6 separate regions of the Mus musculus genome follow, and all the other regions are linked to region 4. The links are chromatin contacts, called in public HiCAR-type and promoter capture Hi-C maps. All regions are on one chromosome and are shown on one strand. Each heading gives the region's core, a stretch centred on a gene start, on an enhancer-like site or on the middle of the called end of the contact. The rest is flanking DNA. Distances are from core to core; before and after follow the strand shown. Region 1 holds the start of Rhno1 (RAD9-HUS1-RAD1 interacting nuclear orphan 1). Region 2 holds the start of Fkbp4 (FK506 binding protein 4). Region 3 holds the start of Etv6 (ets variant 6). Region 4 holds the start of Magohb (mago homolog B, exon junction complex core component). Region 5 has its middle 14 kb from the start of Klrb1b. Region 6 holds the start of 2310001H17Rik (RIKEN cDNA 2310001H17 gene).

Region 1 (3,883 bases), core at 822-3,321, 2.9 Mb after region 4:
TTTGGCCAAAGGAATACATGAGTCATCTACAAGAATGTGGAAATGCCTGCCATTGTGTACTAGAAGGCAAGTCACTTGCAATGACTGGGGAGAGGGATGAGAGACGATGGGTCGGGTGGACAGGAGGCTATTAGGAGTCCTGACAATACTTTTGATTCTGCAGTCCTTTCTGTGACAACGCCTTGGCCAGTTTACATCTTTGCAGGTCACAGGGTCAGTGCATACAGAGGCAGAGGCAGGAGGCCCTATTGCCACAACACTGGTGAGATCAACCACTAGTCTGCAAGATCCCAGACAAAAGGGGGGGACTTCCGTACTGATGGCTCACAGCAATGTGTGTAGACTGTGCAGTCTCATTTATTCCAAAGTTTTCAGTACTGTGACTGAACTCAGGGCTACACATACAGTAGGCAAGGACTCTACTCTACTCCTGAGCTATACCCTATGGCCCTTTTCCATCAGTCTCAAATAATGCAGGGGACCTTAAACTTCTGATTCTCCTGCCTCCACCTGTTAGAATCACAGGTGCAGCTACAATACCAGGTTTATGTGGTGGTAGGGATTGAACCCGGGGCCTTGTGAATGCTTGTAAGTGTTCTACAATAAAAACCCCAATCCTTTTGAATTGGGAAAAAAAAAAAAAGATTTTCAAGAGCTTCCATTAACCACTGAGCCATCTCCCCAGCCCCATTACATTAATTTTTTTTTTAAAGTGTGTTTTTCTTCTTTCAAAATTTGCAAAGCATTTGCACAATGATATTTTGGTACCTGAAAGTAACTATATTTTAGTGGGATTTTTTTGTTTTTTGTTTTGTTTTGTTTTGTTTTTGAGACAGGGTTTCTCTGTGTAGCCCTGGTTGGTCTGCAACTCAGAAATCTGCCTGCCTCTGCCTCCCAAGTGCTGGGATTAAAGGCATGCGCCACCACTGCCTGGCAATATTTTAGTTTTGTGAGTATAATACTCTATATACCTTGATCTTCTGCTTCAAAAGTAAGATTGTAATACTGATCTCCTTCATACTAAGATGTGCCATCATTAATAAGCTTAAGGTGGCTTTTATATTTGAGACAGAATCGCCTGTAGTCCAGGCTGGCTTTGAACTGCTGAGCCTCTGGCCTCTAATTTTCTAGTTGCTGAGATTACAGTCACTCACCACTATGCCTGGCTATGCTAAAGTGGTTTTGAAACGCTAAGGAAGGAAGTCTTTAGAAAAAGCATTCCTATGGATTTTTTTATAGGTAGATAGAATAATTTATCATTAAGTTAAATCCTGTCACTTTTGCAATCCTGTGAGAAACAGAGAAAGCAGCTGTCGCTTTAGGACACCTGCCAAAGAAGGGATTACACTCTTTTGACGTTTGCCAGCTGCTTAAGAGTTCTCAGGTCCCTTCCACCCTGCAGCTCTCTTCATACTCCGTTCTCTCGACCTTCAAATCTCAGTTTTCGTTTTCCTTCCCATTGCACCCCACCCCAATCAGATGTTAGACACCCCCCCCCACCACCACAGGGGCTCTCTTTGACCAGCCTTTCCCTAACACTCCCAATATCTTCTAGCGGAAGGAGACTTGCAGAGCCACCCCACGACCCCATTATTCTCCACACTCAACAGGGAACCTTGCAACCAACACTCAGCCAGGATCCCGCCCTGCAGCGGTGGAGGCGGAGGCAGGGTTGACTGCAAATGCAGACTCCGAGGGCAGGCCTGTTCCCAGGGTCCGGGGATGCTCGGAGAACACGGCGGCGGCAAGGCCGAGGCCGGAGGCTCAGACCTTCTTCCCGGCGGTGCCCAACACCCCCTCGCGCCCCACAGCCCCGGCAGTGCCGACTCCGAGCCCTCCCTGGACCCGGCCGCACCCCACTCACCTCACAGGCCGCGTCTGCTCCACGCGGGGCCGAGCCGGGCCCGGGCGGCGGGTCCCGGCGGGACGGCCGGGGTGGGAGCCCGGGGCGGGGTGACGGGGGAGCCCGGGCCGGGGGTGGGTCCCGCAGCGCCGCTTTCAGTTGTTCCGCTGTTTGAAATTGGCGCCGGCGGAGCGTTGCGGTCACGTGACGGAGCGTCGCCAATCGGCACCGGCTTGTCTCCGGGTTCCGGCCCCGAACGCTCGGTGTCCTGAGGAGCGGCGGCCGCGGCCGGGAGGGCGGGTAAGGCGGCCCCGGCGGGGCTCGAGGGGCGGCGGGAGGGACGCGGGGACGCGCGGACGGCGGCCAGCAGCCTGCTCCGCCCCGCCCCGGACCGCCCTGCCTCAGTGGTCGACTTCCTTCCGGGACAGCGTACGCCACTTCCCCGGGCTGGCTACCCACTCGGTTACCCCTGGGTCCCCCGCCCCGCTCAGTCCACGCGGCTCCGTGGGGTCCGGCTTGGGTTTCTGGCCCTAGACTTGCGGTTACGTGGCTCCGCCCCGCTCCGGTCTGTGGCCGCCTCCTCCCGGGCCCCAGCCCCCGAGGTGTCCGGACGATCGTTTATTCCCTCGAAGTACTTTACGATAAGAGCGGAGGATACAGCGGCGGACCCGGGCGTCCTCCCCCTGGCCTCAGCGTCTGATGGCGAGGGAGCACAGAATGAGATGAACAGATCGGTAGAATTCTAGCTACAGAGGAACAAGTTAGAGGCCGGTGGGTTTTGTCTGACACAAGGTTGTGTAGAATTCTGGATCCTCGTGTTTCCGCCTTCGGAGTAGCCGGGGTCACTGGCTCGCCCTCCCGCAGCCTCCTGTGATAACTTTGTTTATTTTAATGAGATCTTGACTTAGGACAGTAAAGCCGTTCTTTCTTTCTTTCCTTTTTTTTTTTTTAAAGGAGCTGAGAACGCGGTGTAAGATCTGTTACCCATTACACAGAAGAGAGGGAAACCCTGAAGTAAATAGAGAAGGGAGAGCTGCTTTGACCGGGAGGAGGCCTGCTGAATACAAAGGCCTAAGATGTAGTGAGTGTGGTATGCTATGAGACAGGAGGCAGGGTCTTCGCCTTTCTGAATTTTGTTCTTATTTAATATTTGAAGGAACCCGGTTAGAAGTTGTAAGCAGCTAGGTATGTGGCACGTACCAATAATCCTGGTGTGAGACAAAAGGGCCTCACATTAGTCTAGTCTGGGCTACATAATAAGACTGTGTTTGAAGAGTGAGCAGAGTGTGGTGGTGCACACCTTTAATTCCAGCACCCAGGAGGCAGAGGCAGGCAGATCTCTGAATTCCAGGCCAGCCAGGTCTACATTGCCAGCCCCAGGCTAGCCAAGGCTACATAACAAGACTCTATCTCAAAGATTAATAAAAATAGGCAAAGGCTGAGCAGAAACGAGCCAAAACCTGACTTCGATTTTGTTTGGGTAAGAGATTATATAGCTAAAACTGAGATGGGATGTGGCCCTATTTCCTATTTCATGGATTGTGGATTGATTGACTAAAAGCAAACTGAGCCGGAGAATTCACCTGCTTCCTGTCTGCTAAGGTGATGTGCCCAGCTGCTGTCAAGTTCCCGCTGCTGAGACTCCTCAACACTGTACCCTGGATCTGTGAGCCAGAGCAGGCCCTTCTTTCCTTAACTTGCCTTCCCAGTGGGGCCAGCCTGTGATCCCATCATGTGGGAGGTGGAGACTACATAGTGCATTTGAAGCCAGGGGAGGCTATGCGAGACCCTGTCTCACAAAAGCCAAAATAATTCTATGAGGGCTGGTCTATAGCCAAGAGGTACAGTTACTGCCTAATGTGCTGAGGCCTGAGGTTCAGTCTGAAAGCCAAAAAGAATATATTCAAAACCATGCAAAGTCGGGATTGCTGGATGCTAAGTACATGCGACTTAATCCGTAACTCGGTTGACATCTCCTTATATGCTAGAGAATCTGGGCTGTTCTTTTTGTTGTTGTTGTGTTGTTGTTTGTCTTTTAAC
Region 2 (3,345 bases), core at 409-2,908, 2.9 Mb after region 4:
CACCCAAAGACCATAATCAGCAGGTACCTATGTGAGCACCAGAAAGATAAGTACCATGTGCAAGGCAGTGGTATACAAAGGCTCCATTCACTACCAAGAGCCTTCACTACCAGAGTAGCCACACACACACCCCACATATTCTCTGGCAGTGTCTCTAGCCACCTAACAAATCAGACCATGGTTAAACTCATGAGACTATAAATTGCTGGAAAGAGTAGCTTACTTCTACAACCCATTTGTTTGGTTCCATCAGAAGGGACTACAATAAAATACCTAATATACTTAAACCATCATAATAAGGGTTATTATTATTTCACTTCTTTGGGAGGGATAATAGGGCACAAGTGTGGATGTCAAAAGACAACTTTGAAGGGGTTTTCTCAATACTGTGGGTGTTAGGGATAAAACCCAGGTCTAAAGACTTTCAAAAGCACCAACATCCACTGAGCCATCTCGCAGGCACCATATAATAACTAGCTTATTGCCTACTTAAACGCCATCACTTGCGTTGGACCACGAACAGCACCATGCTGGGCACACAGAGACAAAAAGTTCATTACACTGGAATGAAAACTCGCAAAGCCAATAATACAATAGGCAGGTCTGATAGCACTCACCAGGCTGTATAACTGGGTACTAAACTGCTGGGCAGAGTCAGGACCTCTCCAGACAGATCTTCCATCAAGCCAGCACTGTTCCGGTAATCAGAACTTCATGGTTTTAGCCACACAGACTCAGAACTCCACAGGCATCTCATAGGAGCAGCGAGCAGGTTGAGAAAACCTTCCTTCCTATTCACCTTTAGTAAAGAGGGGGAAGGGGGAAAAAATTTTTTTTTCGCGTGAGCTGAAACCATTTTGTGTGCCAGTACTAACCAAAAAAGGCTGATTAGTATGGTGGGAGAAAAGGAATTTTAACACACGTACCTCCACTTACAAGTCTATGGCTCTTATAAATCTGCTCATGGCATTTTTGCGGTGGGCCTGCCAGGCTGCAGGGAGGGCAAAGTTGTGTCCGATCTGTGCACCTGGGCTGAAACTGTCCCTACGGGGCCCACACTTTCAATCCCTCGACCTCTCTTTCCCACACTGCTCAGGTGCCCACGCCTGGAACCATGGGCATCTGTGGCACAATCACGGGAGGCCGATCTTTGCCACTTCACATCTGACTGCCTGTCTCCAGCTATTCCGCTGTGGGCCTGGGTGAGCAGGGCCGGCCACGAGGCAGGCCCGGACTTGGGAGGCTCGCCACTTGGAGTCCTGAGGATAGAGAAGGATCTGGAAAAATCGCTTAGACGCGGGCAGAGGGGTGGGGTAAGGGTGGGGGTGGGGCGGAACGACATAGGGAAGATTGTGATCCCAGAGGTCCTGGTGTAGGAGGAGGGCACTCCTAGGGGCCATCAACCAGAAAAGCAAATCTTAACAAAAACGACACAAACAAACAAAAAAACCAAACCACTCCAGTACCCTCAGTCCAAGAGCCTCAACCCGTTTAACCGCTTCTCTAGAAAGTTCTCCGCTCCCGCCCCTTTGCAGCCCGCTCGTGCCGCTCCTCCCTGCCCCGCCCCCGAGGCGGAGGGGACCAATTGCAGGCCGGGCCGCGCCAGGCCCGCCCCTCGGCGTCACCCCACTCGGCCGCCGCCGGCGAGCGCGCGGATAGCCGGGTGCGCGAGCCTGGAGCGCGGTTCGAGGTGGGCAGCGCCGCCTTCCGCCGCACGCCGCCCCGTCGCTCACTCCGGTCGGCGGCCAGAGTGCCGTGCTCGCGCTTGCCACACTCTCGCAGCCAACGGTGCGCCCAGCGGCCATGACCGCCGAGGAGATGAAGGCGGCGGAGAACGGGGCGCAGTCGGCGCCCCTGCCTCTCGAAGGAGTGGACATCAGCCCCAAACAGGACGAGGGCGTGCTCAAGGTGAGGGGCCGCGGAGTCCTCGGCTGCAGGCTCATGGGCCTTGGGGGTACCGCGGCCGGAGGATGGGGGGGATTCGTCTTCCCTGCGCAGGCTGCAGCCCTGAAAACGGCACGGCGGCTGCACGCTCCGGAGGGTGCGGCCCGGGTCCGGGAAGAAGCCCCCACTGCAACGCCAACTCGATCCGGCTGCACTGTGCGGCTGAGAGGGGCGGAGCGGAGCGCGAGAGCCGCTGCCAGGGGGCCCGGGCGGGGTGCACGAGGCTCGGGCGCGCCGAGGGACTCAGGCCTCGCCTCCCGGGAACCCCTCGGCCGCAGCGTGCGCCGTCCACCTGGACGAAGGTGCGCCAGGGCTCGCCCACTTGAAAGTTAAACATTAGCTAGGACCTGAAACGGCTCCCGGGAGCAGGTTCCTGGCCCAAAGCCCTTTGTGCCTTTCTGCGCCCCTTTTGCAATCGCCGAGATCCAGCGAGGTCACGGGCTCGGCCATGCTGTGCCCCCTTTCTCGGCCCGGGGAGAGCGAGAGCGATGCATGCCGGGACCTGTAGTTCCTCGCCTGCCCCTCCTGAGTCTTTCTGAGTTGGGGGGTACTGGGTGCTGGCCATGGGGGGAGGTGCATTGCCTTAGAGCCAGCGGCTCACTAATCGCCTGACTGCAAATAGCCCGAGGAGCGAGGGGGAGGGCGCCCTGACCCGGGTCGGGACAATGGACGCCGTTTCAGAGCAGGTTCTGCCAGCAGTCCAGGACGGTGAAATCCTAACCTGCATTGCATGTCTCCCTGCATCCATTGTTTCTCCTCCGTGAGTCCCATTGCTCAGTTTCTAGTGTGTGTGGCTTGTGCAAACCAGAGACCTTAGGGAGCCTCGTTGGTCCAGAAATGCTCCTGGCTTTTTACCTCAACTCTTGCTGCTCCCCGTGAACATGTGGCCCTTTCTCCTTTGCGCTAGGTTCTGATTCCCAGACGGGGTCTGTTCCTCTTTTATCCTCCATTCCTTCGCGGGGCCCTGTACATTCTTATCAAGGAAGCCTTAGAGGATGGGTTCCATATCTACCTATTGGCTCTCCTATGGGGTCACCATATATAAGAATGTTAAGCAGAAATAGACGCCTGCCTATACACGCAGGAGAGATAAAGGACTCCTTGGCTTGCCAGACAGGTAGTTTCCCTTCCCACATGTAGTTTCCAGCGCCTGATACAGAGCCTTTGTGCTCGGCTGTAATCTGGTCCTTCCTTTTTCCCAGTTTTGAGGGGATCTTTTTCTTTTCATTACTCCTGTTCCTTTCTATTCAAACCAGACCCTGATCTGGTGATCCACTACTTTCTATCAGGTTTTTGTTTTTATTTTTGTTTTCCCCCAAACACCTCTGGAGGATAGGGGTTGTCCTCAATGCCTGACCGATAAGTTCTGGATAGTTTAGCAACTTGTCCAAAACCATAGAC
Region 3 (3,336 bases), core at 575-3,074, 2.7 Mb before region 4:
GATCCTAGATGAACCGCTGTCACCGCCCCAGAGAAGAAAACAGGCTAGTTGCCCATTGTTTCCCCAACATCCATGCAAGGGGCACATATTAAATAGGCCAAACCATTAGAAAACTTGAGAAACTTCAGCCCTGCCCATTGAGCAGAACAGCTTGCCTCCTGGTGACTGGCAGAACCTTGAAATAAACGCAGCATGGGAAAAATAACTGAGGTAGACAGTCAAACCATCCTGCCTCCCAATGGTGGCAAACTTCACAACAACTTTTTAAAAGCAACTAACTACAGCACCTCAGCCTATATAGACAGACTGTGTATATACATGCACATGCGACTACCTGGAGGCAAAGGCTGTTTGCAAATATCCCTCTTGAACTTAGAGCAGGTCAGGGAGCTCCAAGACTGCAGCTTTTCCACACCAGCTTGGACTGTCAGAGAAGGTCATTTTGCTTAGCTACTTCTTTTCCACCCTTCATCACAGGAGTTTTCTACTTTCAGATTGCTCAACTTTCATATGCACTAGCGTAAAACAACTATTCAGCAACTTTATTCACCTTGGTTTAATTTTTTTTTTCATTGTGCAATGCCCAGGAAAAGCTGACACCAAGACTGTCTTAGGACTTGCAATCACAATCAGAAGAGAAGAGAGGGTAAAATTCTTGTGTGATAGAACGGGGGGGGGGGGGGGAGGAGGGGCGTAAAGAGAGAGAGAGAGAGAGAGAGAGAGAGAGAGAGAGAGAGCATCCTAGTGGAGCCCCTAGAACTTTTTCCCTAGAGACCACCCCTTGGGAACAAAAGTTACAATTCAGTCTCACGTTATGCGTAGGAATAAAGAGAAAGGGTTTTTCTTTTTCCTTTCTTATTTTTAAGCGCACTAATTACGGAGGTGCTCTACAGATCTGAAGACAACCCGGGTTCCTCCTACCAATTGAGAGCGGCATTACATTGTCAAAAAGAAAGGGAGTGGGGCTCTCTTTCTCTCTTGTCCTCTTGGGCTATTACCTTCCCCCTACCTTCCCTATTCCCTTCCCTCTCTCTCCACGTGTTCATGGCCTGCCTCTACTTCTCTACTCTCTCCCTCTCTCTGCTTTTTTCTGCCACAACTACCCTCTTGACTCCCCTCCCCTTGCCCTAAATAAACTCTATTCTATACTATTAAAAAAAGGAAAGAAAGAAAGGGAGTGGGGGGGGGAGGCAGGAGCCCAAGAGGATCTCGGCGGAGAGGGGTGCAGCAAGGTTACACTAAAGGGTACAGCGCGGCCGCGAGCTGCATCTCCTTTTCCCTCGCGCCCCAAATAATTCCCCGCCAGCCTAGCAACTGCACCAGCAGCCCCGGGGTAAGGGGGTTCCGATCGCCCAGCGGAGGAAGGAGGGGAATCCGATCGTTACCTTAATGCTAGACTGAGCAGGAGTCTCAGACATGTCTCACAGCGAAAGGGATCAGGAAGTTCTCAGTTTTTTTCCACTTTCCTTTCCTCTCCCCAACCCAGAAACGCTCGGCGGGGCAGCGGGATGCGGTCGTTTAAGAAGTTTCTTGCAGCATCGCTGGCGGCGGCCGCCCGAGGGGGAGGGGGGGCTCTTCTCAACGCGCGGATTGGGCGCGAGGTGCGGGGGCGTAGGAGCCGGCGAGCACGGCGTGGGGTGTGCGGGTCGCGGCGCGGCGACCCGGGCGCAGCAGGCCGGCCTGGCGTGTCTCCTCCCACCCGCGGCCGGCGCGCCCGCCCTCCCGCGGCGCTCGCTCGCTCGCTCTCTCGCTCCCTCGCTCCCTCCCTCCCTCTCTCTTTCTCGAATGTTTTCCTTCCTGGAAGAGAGAAACTGAAAGGCAGAACTGAGAAAGCTCTCTGCTCATTGATCTTGAGAGTTTCAGGGCAGAAACTGACGTGAATTCCCAGCACCCGGCTCTGCCTCTTAAAGGAGCCACCAGGAAATAAAAGCTCGGGTTACCGCGGGCCGCGGAGAAATCAAAAGGCGTGCGGGGGAGGGGCGCGGGATGCCCACTGGGCCGCCCCGAGGCGGAGGACGCCTTTGGGGAACCTTGCAGCGTGGCCCAAGGACCAGCAAGCCTGGTTCATCTCTCTCCCGACTCCCCTGGCTGCGCCTCAGGAGGACCTGGGCCACGCACAGTAGGGGCTTTTCTGTGCACTCCCAGAGGCGCAAATGCAGCCTGGGGACCGCAGTCTAGGAAGGGGCTTTCCGGGAAGGACGCGGCGCCGCAGGAGGAAGCGAGACAATGGCCTTTGTTCTGCGCGGCGACCGCGGCCGCTTTAAGAGAATCCACCAGGAAATGGGAGCTCGGGTTACAGGCTGCGCACGGGGAAGTGCAGGGCGCGACGCTGGAGACAAAGCCGCGCGGTCGCGCTCCGGCGCAGGGACGCGGCGAGCGGGGGTGCTCCCCGCGACGGGGGCGCCCCACGGCCTGACCTCCCGCCTTCCCCGATTCGAAATCCCCCGGCCATTTAAAGCCACAGCGGCCGCTACCAACCGACGTAGGTGACTGGACTACAAAGTTGACAGGGCGCGTTCCAGCAGATCTTAGCCCTCCCCTGGGCCGCTCCTCGGGCTCGGTCATTGGCGGAGGGGACAGCCCGGGGTCCTGCAGAGGAGGGGCTGCCAGAATCCTGGGGCTGAGGCGCTAGCCTTGAGCACCAGCGTTCCGATCACTCTATTTTTATTGCTATTTATAATCTCTTAAAATGCCCACCGCAGAAGATGGTGTTTAAATTCTAACCCTCTAGTCTATACAGGTTTAATATGTGGATATATAACGAAGAGCTTGATGCACTTCCATTTTGTGCTTTGACGGTAAAATAAACACAAATGTATGCGTGTATGAATGCATTATACTCATCTTCCCTGCTGAGGGTTTCCCAGACTCACCTCTGTATTCCCACCTCTGTAGTTTCTTGGGAAGGAGGCGTGGGGGTGGGAGGAAGCAGTATTGTTTTGAAGTAAAATCTCTCAATGTAACCCTGACTGTCCTGGAACTCTTTCAGGCTGGCCTGGAACTAGTTCTGCCTCTGATCTTTCTTATGTATTTATTTATTTCCTGCACACTTTTCAGCGTCGTAAAAACGTGCTCAGACTTTCATAAACAGAACTTCTGTTCATACATACTCATATTAGGACACTCTAAATGAAATTTTCCAAGAGTCAGGCTGGGAACGCACCCCGTTGCTGATAACAGTAATGTTCTTGGAGGGAACCTCCAAGGTACCACAACCCGTTTTGTCATCTAGTAGCCATATTCACCAAAAGAACTTAGTCTTGTTTATGCTAGGTCCCAACCGGACTGCATTTACCCATTCTTATCTCTCACGAGTACCTACCTTTGCTCCCGTGT
Region 4 (3,458 bases), core at 135-2,634:
CCAGTACTGAGACTGGACTCTTTTTCTTAGGATTGTGACAGAAGGCCATCAGTCACCGATAGGATTACTCAGTGGTGCTAAAAGAAAGGTGATCAGGAATTGGAACGAGGGAACTGGGTGCAGTTCACTGTCATTTTGTGCTCTTCAAGACTACACTTGGATGTTCCGTATTTTTCCAACTCAAACTGTTGAGAACTGTGACCTAGCCCTGCAAATATATAGGGTACTAACCATTAACCCTTAGTGACTCATGAGTTGTAGTATACTATGAAAAACTCTTCTATGATGACTATCTGGACTTTTCAGTTTCATGTGCTATTTAAACATCAAACTCCCACCAGACAGATTCATTTTACTCTGTGTCTCCGTCTGGGCTGTTAGCTACTGGAAATTTTGAAGTATTACCAAAAGGGACTCTGGTAGATTGTGTTCTGGTTGCCACCGGAATGTATCTTTTCTCAGTTCACCAGTTTCAGGAAGTAGAGTCACACCCCACTTTACAATGTGCTTCGAGATCAGAGATACCCACAATAAGTACAGCTTGTAAACCTTAGTTCAAAACTCAGAAAAAGACACACCTATAGCATAGGGCAACTCGAAAGTAAAAGTGGTTTTACATCTGTTCCTTCCAAGCCCATTTAAACAAACGAGAAGAAAACAAAGAAACAAAATCCCTAGCTATTTCTTTGCTAAGATAAAATATACAGGAAAACGGACAAATCTGGCAATTATTATAGTGAGGTAATGATGAAGTATTAAGACAAATCTTGTATAGAATTTTAGCTTTTGTATGAGTGTATTTATGTGCTAGTGAGTGTAGGTTATTAAACCAGAGAGGATACTGAGTGTAGGTTAAAGAAATAGAGTGGGAAGTGTAACAGGATACATTTAACAAGAAAGTGCAGCGGGAATAATTTGGGCCCAAGGGTTGGGGGCAGTAGATGAGGAAGAGGTGGAGTGTGGCTCAACCAAAATATAGAATGCCAAAATGAAATCCGGGACTTTGTATCCACCAACGCGCTCATGCAAGCCACCCTTATTAAACTCGGTGAGCCTCCCCTCAACCCAGACAAAAACAAGGCGTAAACGTACAGGAGGGCTTATTGGTAAGACTGGTTCAGCGGAGAAGGGATGAGAGAAGATAACATGGTGGGAGCGACTAAAATTCATCATGTACGTGTATAACATCGTCACAGAGTTAAAACGTAAAAATCGAAGACATGAAAATCTTTTCCAAAAAAAGAAAAAAAAAAAAAAAAAAGCGCTCGAGATCGTGGTGGCTCCAATGCGAACCTTCAGTTCTCTTGGGGGTCTCTTGCTTCCTCTTCAGTTTTCCGGGATTTCGTTCCCTACCGGAGTAAACGCGCCCTTGGTGACGCGCTTTGCCTGCGCCCGTGACGTCACTACCTCGCGCCGGCGGCACGTTGGCCCCGCGGTATAGCGGGCTTTACCGAGGGTAAAAATGTCTATGGGTAGTGATTTCTACCTTCGCTACTACGTCGGGCATAAGGGCAAGTTTGGGCACGAGTTTTTGGAGTTCGAGTTTCGGCCGGACGGTGAGCGGCGGAGGGGCTGCGAGGGAGGGCGAGCCGCCCAGGGAGCGGGTTTCAGCGTGTGTGTGTGTGTGTGTGTGTGTGTGTGTGTGTGTGTGTGTGTGTGTGTGTTTCCTTTCTTCTTTATTTCAATTTACTTGTTTAGTTTTGAGAAAGGGCCTTGTTGTGTAGTCCAAGCCGCCCTCGAACTCACGATCCTCCTGCTTCAGCCTCTGGGATGCTGGGATGACAGGCGTGTCACCATGCCCCAGACTCCCAGAAGGGCTTGAAGGGTTTCATTCCAACATTGGAAGACTTTGCTTTTGTAGCAGGCTTGTGCTGTATTTGTGAGAGCAGACATGGGTTATGTTTGTGAGAGGGAAAAAAATGCTGTAAAGTAATTCAGAAAAGCGAATTCTGCCACTCCTGAAAAGTTGAACATATAGGAATCGGAAACTTAGAGCAGAGAACCTGTGCTCCGGGAGTGTTAACAGAATTATCAAGTGATACTCCAGAGGATGCATGGAATCTTTAGGTGACCTCTTTGGCCTACTCGTTCATTCATGGTATGTGTTAAAGCTGCTTTATAGGGGAGGAGCCCCGTGTCTGAACACAGGAATGTGGTATGTGTCAGGTTTGAAATACAGTTCTTCACTAGTGGATGATGGCCAAAGGTAAGGGAGTCAGTGGAAATGCTCCTAGAAGCTCTTTTTGTGCCACCTCCTAGGCAGTCGGCCAGCCTTGTCTAAATGAGTCTGAAAATCTCCTTCCTAGCCACCAGCTGTCAGAACTCTTTCAAGGGGACAATCAATACAAACTTCATACTTTCAGCAAGAAGCAAATGGCCACAGGGGTAGCCGCTGATGCTCTGGGTGAAGAGGGGAAGTGTTGTGTGGTCCCAGTCACAACCAAGGACTGGGGGAATGACAAACAAGCTTTTCCCACAAAACAAGGCTTCTTGACCCAGAGCAGAGTGTACCTGCTGTTGAGTAAGGGGCATACTTCTATAGACCAAGGAGAGCTGGAGAGAGGAATTGCAGGTCTGTTCTTGATATATTATGAATGCCAATCTGAGTGCTTTCAAATTGGTTATTGTAAAAAAATATTGATACTGCTGGACTGAGCCCCTGTCCCTCTGTTTTTGGTCCCAACAAGCTAGCAGAATCTTAAAGCATTTTAGTAACTCTAAAGAAGACGATGTCTGCTAATGAACTATTGAAAAGCCCTGCAACAGTGGCTGTAAGAAATCCAGGAGGAAAGCACCCAAGGTTCAGCATCTACTTACGTCACTTGTCCTTCAACAACACCATCTCCAATGTATTGTTCTCAAGAAGCAACACACTAAGAAAAACAAGGTAGCTACAGAATAAGCTTAACTTTTGGCCTAGAGAATGAAGCTTAAAAAAAAAAAATACCAGGAACAGATTTCCAAGAGACATAGACTGTCCTCAATGAGAGCTTCTACTTTTAAGTCTGAGTCCAGTAAACAGTAAGTGTTTAAGACAAAGAAGTAAATGATCAGACCTTGAAAAACAAAACAAAAAAAGTTTTCCCTGAGTCTTTTTATTGGGGTGGGGGTGGGGGGTTGAGACAGGGTTTCTCTGCAGCCCTGGCTGTCCTGGAACTCACTCTGTAGACCAGGCTGGCCTCGAACTCAGAAATCTGCCTGCCTCGGCCTCCCGAGTGCTGGGATTAAAGGCGTGTGCTACCACGCCCAGCTTCCCTGAGTCTTTAATCCTAGTACTCTGGGGGCAGATGGAGTTTCAGAAAAGCCAGAGCTACACAGTCAAACCCTGTCCCCTCACAAAGTTCCCCATGCAAAAAAGAATCTGCCCCTAGAAGATGAGACACTTGATTGAGATAAAACTGAGAAACCTTCTTGGTTTCTGGGTGAGAGAAAAACCAGAGGAGAGCAGAATGATCAGG
Region 5 (3,489 bases), core at 707-3,206, 2.5 Mb after region 4:
AGAGACTCCAAGCAACCTCAGTGGGCAAACTGTGAATTCCCATAGATTTGAAAGGAAGTCTCTCCCACCAATCAGTCTCTCCCTCTCCCTCTCCCTCTCCCTCTCCCCCTCCCCCCTCCCCCTCCCCCTCCCCCCCCCCTCTCTCTCCCTCTCTCTCTCTCTCTCTCCCCCTCCCTCTCCCCCCCCTCTCTGTACAAGCATGCATGCTCTCTGTGTCAACCTCAGAACCTCACTTCTCAGGCAAGCAGCCCAGCCCCTAAGAAACAACTTGAGACCCTCCATCTGTTTTAGGTTGGCCATATTCCTTTACCATCTCTCTCTGAAATTACTCTAGCCCTGCCATGTTCCTTGACTGGGGTCTTGGAAAAAAAAAAAAAAAAAAACTAGGGTGAGAGTAGCCAGCTCAGCTACCCCACACTTCTGACCTGCACTCTGTCATGTTATAATACCATTTGTTATATCAAATCACTAAATCTTGGAGTAATTCTTCAACTTCAATAAAACCAAATATAACCATCAAGAAGGAACCATACAAGGGGAAATGTAGAGTGTGGTTAGGAAATGGGTATTTCCACCTCGATTGTAGGGATCAAACTGAAAATTCATAACATCCTTGGTAGCTAAGCCACCTCCTAACTCCCTTTGTTTGTTTTGTTTTGTTTTTGTGCTGAATACAGTATTTGTTTGGGTTTTTCCCCACTTTGAAATCATAATCTATATGAATTTCTTTTTTGTAATTGTAATGAAATAATTGAAGCCAGGTAATGTAAATAAAGAAAACTTTTCTGAAGCTGGGCAGTGGTGGCACATGCCTTTAATCCCAGCACTTGTCAGGCAGAGGCAGGCAGATTTCTGAGTTCGAGGCCAGCCTGGTCTACAAAGTGAGTTCCAGGACAGCCAGGGCTACACAGAGAAACCCTGTCTCGAAAACCCAAAAAGAAAAAGAAAACATCTGATTATTGCCATTTTCAACTTCTAATAATAATTTATTTTATTTATTTATAGACAGGATTACTCTGTGTAACAGCCCTGGCTGTCCTGAAACTCACTTTGTAGACCAAGCTGGCCTCAAACTCACAGAGATCTGGCTGCCTCTGCCTCCTGAAGGCTGGGGTTAAAGACATACTCCACCATCACCCAGCAATAATGTATTAATTATACAAAATAACAAGCTTCCTTGTGATATGATCATGCATACGTATAATAATGTTTTGGTCACATTGACCAAGCTGTCAGCCTTTCTTGTCTCCCCCCACCCCCAGCTTGTGTTTATTCTACTTCACAAATAATCCTACTTTCGTGGAAAGAATTTTCTCTAATCTGTGGTTTTGAAGGCTAAGCCAAGAGTAGGTGATGTCATGGACAGTGAGGGGCTCAAGCAAGCAGCATCCCACTAGAAGATGCATGCTTGAGAAGAAAATCACATGGTGAAACAGGAGCCCAATGCTAAGAGAGTATCAGCCAATAAGGGCCGCCTATCATGCCAGATGGTGCCAGCATCCTGCCCTACTTCCGTGTTGACATAGTGAGTGAGGACCAGGTGTGCAAACAAGTATGTCCGGCCTTGGACATTGCAACAGGACAGTGTCATCCAAAAAGCTCACCCTGGAGATCCACGGCATTGAGTTTTACACGCACACGCACGCACACACACACACACACACACACACACACACACACACTGTTTTAAGTAAATTTATATATTTGTTGACTGTATAGGTCCAGGAATTCTTCAATCTAGGATGGAAGAGCTGTTTAGTTTCAATCACCTCCATTCCATCCCCACTGACTGAGAAAAGCCTGGAAGTCCATGGCGGAATGAATCACAATCCACCTTTGTCCTCATCCCACAGTAGCAGAGGCTCTTAGGTCCTGCTAGTAGGTGGTATCACACCCATCACCTTTGACAGACCTTAGAATCCCATGCACTTAGGGGTCTTGACCACATGGGGGCATACCAGAGGTGCAGTGACGAGTCGGTCTTTCCGGACCTCGGTCAGTGAGCAGACAAACACAATGGTTGCCAGAGACGAGGAGAGTGGTCCCATCCTGGATGTGATGGAATCGCCACAAACTATCTAGGGAAGGGAGAACTCTAAGCAACCTGGTGAATAGTTGAGGCCAGCTGAGCCCAAGAGAAGAGCAAAGCTGTCAGGAGTTCCTAGGTCCTGGTGCTTGAGGCGGTCCATGTATGCCAAAACTACTTTTTTCAAAATGAGAGGAGTAGTAAAGAGAGGAGGGAGGAGAGGACGACGTCGAGTTGATTTGGAGTCACTAGCAACAGCATGAAAGAAGTCATCACGCTAAGTGACTAGGGCAGACGCCAGCGCGCAAATCCTCCGGCCATACGCAGGGTGTGGAACGTTAGTTCTTTACTTGCTTGTTTGCTTTATTTAAATCATTGTTTTCCATTTCGTTACAGCCGATAACATTTTCTAAGAGTTGTCTTTTATCTATATTAGTAGTCTGTGTGTGTGGGTGCGGTGTCCGACAAAAAAGGTGGCTGGAGAGACAGCCGTGGGTGCTGGGAACCGAACTCTTATATTTTTGGTTGTGAGCCTAGCCTTTAACGGCTGAGCCATCTCTCCAGCCCGACGACGCCCTGTATTCTTTCCCTGAAGTAGCAAGTTAGGCGTTGCGCAACCGCGCTTCCGCTGAGCCTGTTTCTGACTCTAAGTAATCCTCACTTTCTTTCTTTGTACATAAAACCGAACACTCGAAGCGAGAAAAAACGGACTCTTTGCAGCGAACATTTTCTCTGAACGGTGGCTGCTGACTCGTTCCGCACGTGCAGAACTGTAGAAAAGGGTCGCGAGAGGGCTAAGCAGGCGGATTGTAGAGAAGGCCTGTAGGGAAGAGAGGGGTGTGGAGTGCGGCGTGGGCAGGCGTGAGGGTCGGACGTGTGCGTGGATAAAGGTTTGTAAGCAGCGTGGAGCAGTAGCCGGTGCGGCTGAAGAAGCTGGTTCGGGTTGGGGTGCGAGTAGCCGATCAGATTTCAGGAGGAAGAAACATAAAAAGAGGCCTTGTGGAGGTTGGAAGTTTGTTTCGGGGCGCAGTGGAGCCGTGGATTTGTGGTTTTGTTGAAACTGGGAGGAAAAAAAAATGTGTAGACCAGGCTGTCCTCGAACTCCAGATCCTCCTGCCTCTGCCTCCTTCAGCAAATCCTACCGGCCTGCGCCACCAGAGCCGGCAAACTTCGGCTCAGTTAATTGAGTACTCGAAACTTATTTTGATGATGCAAGCTACTAGATGTTTTTCTTTTTTCAATGGAATAAAGAATTCAACACTCCGACAAGACTCCACTTAATTTCGCTTCAAACCTACGCTCTTCGCTCGGTTCACACACTTCAATTCCCCACGCTTTTCTTGACACTGCTGGTTCTTGCCGGCCCTCCCCCAGCATGCCACATCTCCTTCAAGGAGCCCACCAGCAAATGGCGACCATCACTCTAAGTCTCAGCTTTAGGTTTCCTTGCCAGGGATGGATTC
Region 6 (3,873 bases), core at 1,310-3,809, 2.1 Mb after region 4:
TCACTAGTGCTGGGGTGACAGTATGCCTACGATTCACGTGTCAGCATGTTCTGTACTGTCCTACTATATTGAATACTCTTGATTAGGATGTTAAAGATTTCTTTATGAATCCTCCCAAATTTTTTCTTCTTTATAAAAATTATGGTGATTATTCTATTTCTACATATTTAAAATCAGTGTTTCAGAGTCTTTTAAATGATTTAAGAGGTTTATTTAAGATTCTAGACCATAGACAAAATTAGTATCATTTCACATCTCTTCAGGAGTTTGTAGTTTACCACATATACATCATATATATTTATGTCTAAACATTTTTAATGTTTGGCATTATTGTAAATTACACTTATAAATATTAAATTCTAATTATCCACTGTTAATATGCAAAAAACAATTCGCTTCTTAATGTTAGCCTTGATCCCTGCACATTGGAGTTTTCCCTTTCTAGTTTTGGGAAATCTTTATATTGGTTTTAAGGTAGTCTACCTGGACAATCAAGTCATCTGCTACAAGAAACTACTTAATAAAAGAATAAATAAGTTAACATTCTCTTCCTTCCAACAATCTCATAATTAAAAAAGCAATTCTTTAGTTCATTCTCTTCCAGTCTGTATAACCCTTTTTTTTTTGTTCTTATATGAAGCCATGAAGTCTTTCTCTTCTTCACAATGAGCTGGGACTCCCAGTCTAGTGTGAAAACATGTGAGAATGGATGTCTTTGTTTCAGATTCTAGAGTAAAACATATTTTGTCTCTCACCTTGAAACCCAATGTCAGCTGATAGCTTAGGCAAGCAGATCTCCTGGCATTCAATGCTAGCAAGATGAAGGTGTTCCTAGTATATCAACATAATGGAAGACTAGTATTTCATAACAAATGCGAAGAAAGTAATCAACTGATCTTTATCTGAAAAAAAAAAAACAACATACTTGTGAAAGTAACTTTACATCATACTCTAACCACACCCGCAGGGATGCAGTAGTTCATCAAACAAGAGTGGAGTCCACTATTTGGGTTCTGTGGGCCGTGATTTTGCACTTAAGTCTATAAGAATACAGAAATACAGTCTCCTTCTTTAACAACTCTGTTGATTTTCTGGTTTTGAATCACACATTTGCCCATCTCTGATATTTTCCAGTTTGCTAGTGACTTCGTCTGCCATGTACACTAATTTGAAACGGTATTTCCAACCCTCTCTAAATCTTGAGTCTTTTATCTCTCACCTGAACCCTCACCACCACGCATCATACTTGAACTATATGCATGAGCATCAGCAGTCAGAGATAGCAAGTTCACAATGACCTCTAAGTCATGCAGACACAGACACTAATGCAAGATGGGCAGAGAGGTGGGTACAAATAGACTTTGTGAGTGTCTCTCTGCAAATAGTTCTATTTCTATTTCTATTGCTCTTAGCGTGGCTATTTTCTTACAGAATCCCGTAGCTGCAGTGATTCTGGAAATGGAATTTTTGAGAAGCGGTGTCCAGGTGAGAATCTCTTTCAATAGTCTCTTGATGGTTCTCACGGCCCCAGTGTGATAGAAACTAGATAGAGGGATTGCTGCTTGATACATGATTTGAAAAGTTGGTTTGACTTGTTTAGCCACGGAATTTTTTACACCTCTGATGTTTTGACTGAGTCTATGTGTGCTTTAGCTGATGTGACTTGCATAATGATTTATCTCATCACTTCGCTAGAATTAAAGCCTGAAATGATAAGTAGTCTGGTTTTTTGTTTGCTTGTTTGTTTGTTTGCTTGTTTGTTTGCTTGCTTGTTTCTTTCTTTCTTTTGGCTTGTTTTTTTGTTTGTTTGTTTTGTTTTGTTTTTTTCTCTACATATCAACTGTGAATTGTCACAGTATAGTAGCATTTTCTCACAAAGCTCTTTAAAGCTTTGGGGACATAGAATGTCTATCTGTGAAAAATATCATATAAACTAAATGTTGTATATGCATGAAAGAAATTATTTAGGCATTGATTTACAATCATATAAGTTATGAGGTAGCTTTTCTATATCAATTCATTGTAATTAACTGTTAAATGAAATTCATCACTTTACATCACTAGTTTTCCTGACCCACTTTTCAATATAAAGTAGCTTATAAATGTTTGCAAAAGAAAGAGTATCTGGGAGGTAACAAATAAGAGATGTGTGTTAATGCACCTTATAATTATAAACTTAGTTTATCTTTGGCTTGAGTCATGACTATGGACGATACAAGCCAAGCAACAAGCAGAAGATACAAACAGGAGGTAGGAAAGGATGTCACACCTTGTCTTGATGTTCGGAAACATTTATTAATTTTATTTATTAATTTTATTTTTAATAAAAAAGTTTATTAATTAGAATTTATGTCCATTGGAGATGGAACTGTTTTCCTGAGGGATGGGATGTCTGTTAGATTTTTGATAGATTATTTCTTCTCTTTCTGTTTTAATTGGAGGCTTAACATACACATTTCACGGGATATGACTTGTGACAGGCACCCGTGTGCCGCCCCACCCCACCTCTCCCCGCCCTGCCAGGCTGGGGCTCCTGCCCTGTAGAACTCAGAGATGGAGCCGGCGCCACCTGACTAGGGAGGACTAGTTTAGATCTCCAGATTCGGTACAGTGGGAATACCTGAGGGAAGAGTTTCAGAGTTATTTGAGGAGCAGGGACGCCCACGGGTTCCAACCAATGCCCTCCTTACTTGTTTTGTGTTTCGTTTTAGTTATTAGCGATGCGGTTGGATGAGACTTTGTTGTTTCATATGAAAGAATTTGCTTTGAGGGAGCCGGGAGCAGCACTACAATCCGCAGGGTTGTTTATTTTAAATAGGGCTCTGCACGGTGTTATTTATGACACCGTGATGTTGACACTTCGAGTTCTTTTAAAGTTATATTTTTATTTGCATTCCTGTGTGAGGGAAGGGAGGGGGAGAGGATGGGAGGAGCTTCCTGTGTGCAAGCCTGCAGGTGCGCCAGTGCTCAGCAGAGGGCACTGAATGCTGCGGCACTCGGGTTAACAGATGGTAGTGAGCTGTCTGAACTACTTAAAATTTTCAGGTAAAAGGGCAGCAAGCATTCTTAAACTGCTGAGCGGCCCTCTAGGTGTTCTTTGCTGGGGCAGGGGAGTTAGCAGGGAGGAAGTGGAGAGAACTGGGAGAGTTGAGACCCTCCTTCTGAGCGTTAAGCTGCATGTAGATAATATCTGCAGGTGTGGCACAATTGAAAAGGCAGTGGCTTTCAGGCTAGTCACTGCACGGACTAGTAAGGCAGCTCTCTTGCTCCCAGCACCGTGCATCTGATTCTCCGTTCTCAGGGTGAGTAGCCCCTCCAGTTCTCAACATACACATGTTGGTAATTTCACTGTGTGTGTGTGTGTGTGTGTGTGTGTGTGTGTGTGTGTGTACATATAAAGGTTAGAGATCAACTTTTCGGTGTCAGTCAAATGTGAGGCCCAGGAATGTACCCAGGTCAGTAGCCCCGGCAAAGCCCAGTGAGTCATCTCAGATACCTTCGTTTCAGGACTTTTGCTTAGGTCTGTAATTGTCTATAGAGCAGATAATTCTTAGTATAAGAAGCAGTGGGGTTTTTACTGTGCATCTTGCCTCCCCCTCCCCCTTTTCTTACACTGGCACAGTTTTCAATTTGATATTGAGGAGGGCACCCATATTTTCCTTGAAGAACATATAGTATCACTTTTACAGGCCCAATGATTTGATAATCTTATGGATTTTCATGTCCCATACTGTTTTGGGAATACCTGTGCATTAGTGTGTCTCCTTGCCTGATTTGTTTGGTCTTCTCCTTCATTGGCTAAAAACTCTTCAAGCCCAACCCACCGCCAGCTGTGTACTAAGTGTAGCAAGGTCATACCTCCTAAAGGTTTCC

The links. Promoter capture Hi-C pulls out the DNA fragments that hold promoters and counts their contacts. HiCAR-type assays count read pairs that join an accessible place to other places.
Region 1: a promoter capture Hi-C map of pre-B cells shows a contact between it and region 4, with 9 times the contacts expected there. The contact joins the promoter of Rhno1 here to the promoter of Magohb in region 4. A contact is called at or near these places in 1 of 39 promoter capture datasets (pre-B cells) and 1 of 484 Hi-C or Micro-C datasets (CD8 T cells).
Region 2: a promoter capture Hi-C map of pre-B cells shows a contact between it and region 4. The contact joins the promoter of Fkbp4 here to the promoter of Magohb in region 4. A contact is called at or near these places in 4 of 39 promoter capture datasets (the 3T3-L1 cell line, hippocampal neurons, maxillary cranial neural crest and 1 more), 2 of 115 datasets of contacts at active chromatin or transcription factors (embryonic forebrain and thymic regulatory T cells) and 2 of 9 other capture datasets (adipose tissue and liver).
Region 3: a contact with region 4 is called in a promoter capture Hi-C map of pre-B cells. The contact joins the promoter of Etv6 here to the promoter of Magohb in region 4. A contact is called at or near these places in 3 of 39 promoter capture datasets (cranial neural crest, liver and pre-B cells) and 2 of 115 datasets of contacts at active chromatin or transcription factors (astrocytes and thymic regulatory T cells).
Region 5: a HiCAR-type map of astrocytes shows a contact between it and region 4, with 4 times the contacts expected there. The contact joins the enhancer-like site here to the promoter of Magohb in region 4. A contact is called at or near these places in 5 of 39 promoter capture datasets (the 3T3-L1 cell line, cranial neural crest, frontonasal cranial neural crest and 2 more), 4 of 484 Hi-C or Micro-C datasets (B cells, cerebral cortex, myocytes and 1 more), 5 of 115 datasets of contacts at active chromatin or transcription factors (astrocytes, embryonic forebrain, embryonic limb bud and 2 more) and 2 of 9 other capture datasets (adipose tissue and liver).
Region 6: a HiCAR-type map of astrocytes shows a contact between it and region 4, with 5 times the contacts expected there. The contact joins the promoter of 2310001H17Rik here to the promoter of Magohb in region 4. A contact is called at or near these places in 2 of 39 promoter capture datasets (cranial neural crest and second pharyngeal arch cranial neural crest), 2 of 115 datasets of contacts at active chromatin or transcription factors (the NIH/3T3 cell line and astrocytes) and 2 of 9 other capture datasets (adipose tissue and liver).

Annotation. Positions count from the first base shown.
Region 1 is chr6:128,361,099-128,364,981 of GRCm38.p6, reverse strand. It overlaps Rhno1 (RAD9-HUS1-RAD1 interacting nuclear orphan 1), which reads left to right and starts at 2,071. Exons shown (of 3, transcript NM_001326585.1): 1 at 2,071-2,143. It overlaps Foxm1 (forkhead box M1), which reads right to left and starts at 1,988. Exons shown (of 8, transcript NM_008021.4): 1 at 1,865-1,988.
Region 2 is chr6:128,436,969-128,440,313 of GRCm38.p6, reverse strand. Fkbp4 (FK506 binding protein 4) reads left to right here and starts at 1,658. Exons shown (of 10, transcript NM_010219.4): 1 at 1,658-1,908. The coding sequence starts at 1,804. It overlaps Gm10069 (predicted gene 10069), which reads right to left and starts at 1,557. Exons shown (of 5, transcript NR_028593.1): 1 at 927-1,557; 2 at 618-799.
Region 3 is chr6:134,034,188-134,037,523 of GRCm38.p6, reverse strand. It overlaps Etv6 (ets variant 6), which reads right to left and starts at 1,824. Exons shown (of 8, transcript NM_007961.4): 1 at 1,386-1,824. The coding sequence starts at 1,418. It overlaps Gm46977, which reads left to right and starts at 2,212. Exons shown (of 4, transcript XR_001785383.2): 1 at 2,212-2,482.
Region 4 is chr6:131,291,170-131,294,627 of GRCm38.p6, reverse strand. It overlaps Magohb (mago homolog B, exon junction complex core component), which reads left to right and starts at 1,384. Exons shown (of 5, transcript NM_025564.2): 1 at 1,384-1,556. The coding sequence starts at 1,463.
Region 5 is chr6:128,838,153-128,841,641 of GRCm38.p6, reverse strand. No RefSeq gene overlaps it. Among named protein-coding and RNA genes, the nearest start is that of Klrb1b, 14 kb to the right of the region's middle. Within about 2 kb of position 1,956, at least 358 of the 459 cell types and tissues checked have an H3K27ac peak or open chromatin away from gene starts, as enhancers often do. A contact at or near this core is called in B cells, adipose tissue, astrocytes and 9 more, where this site is marked.
Region 6 is chr6:129,237,168-129,241,040 of GRCm38.p6, reverse strand. 2310001H17Rik (RIKEN cDNA 2310001H17 gene) reads left to right here and starts at 2,559. Exons shown (of 4, transcript NR_040268.1): 1 at 2,559-2,605; 2 at 3,197-3,302.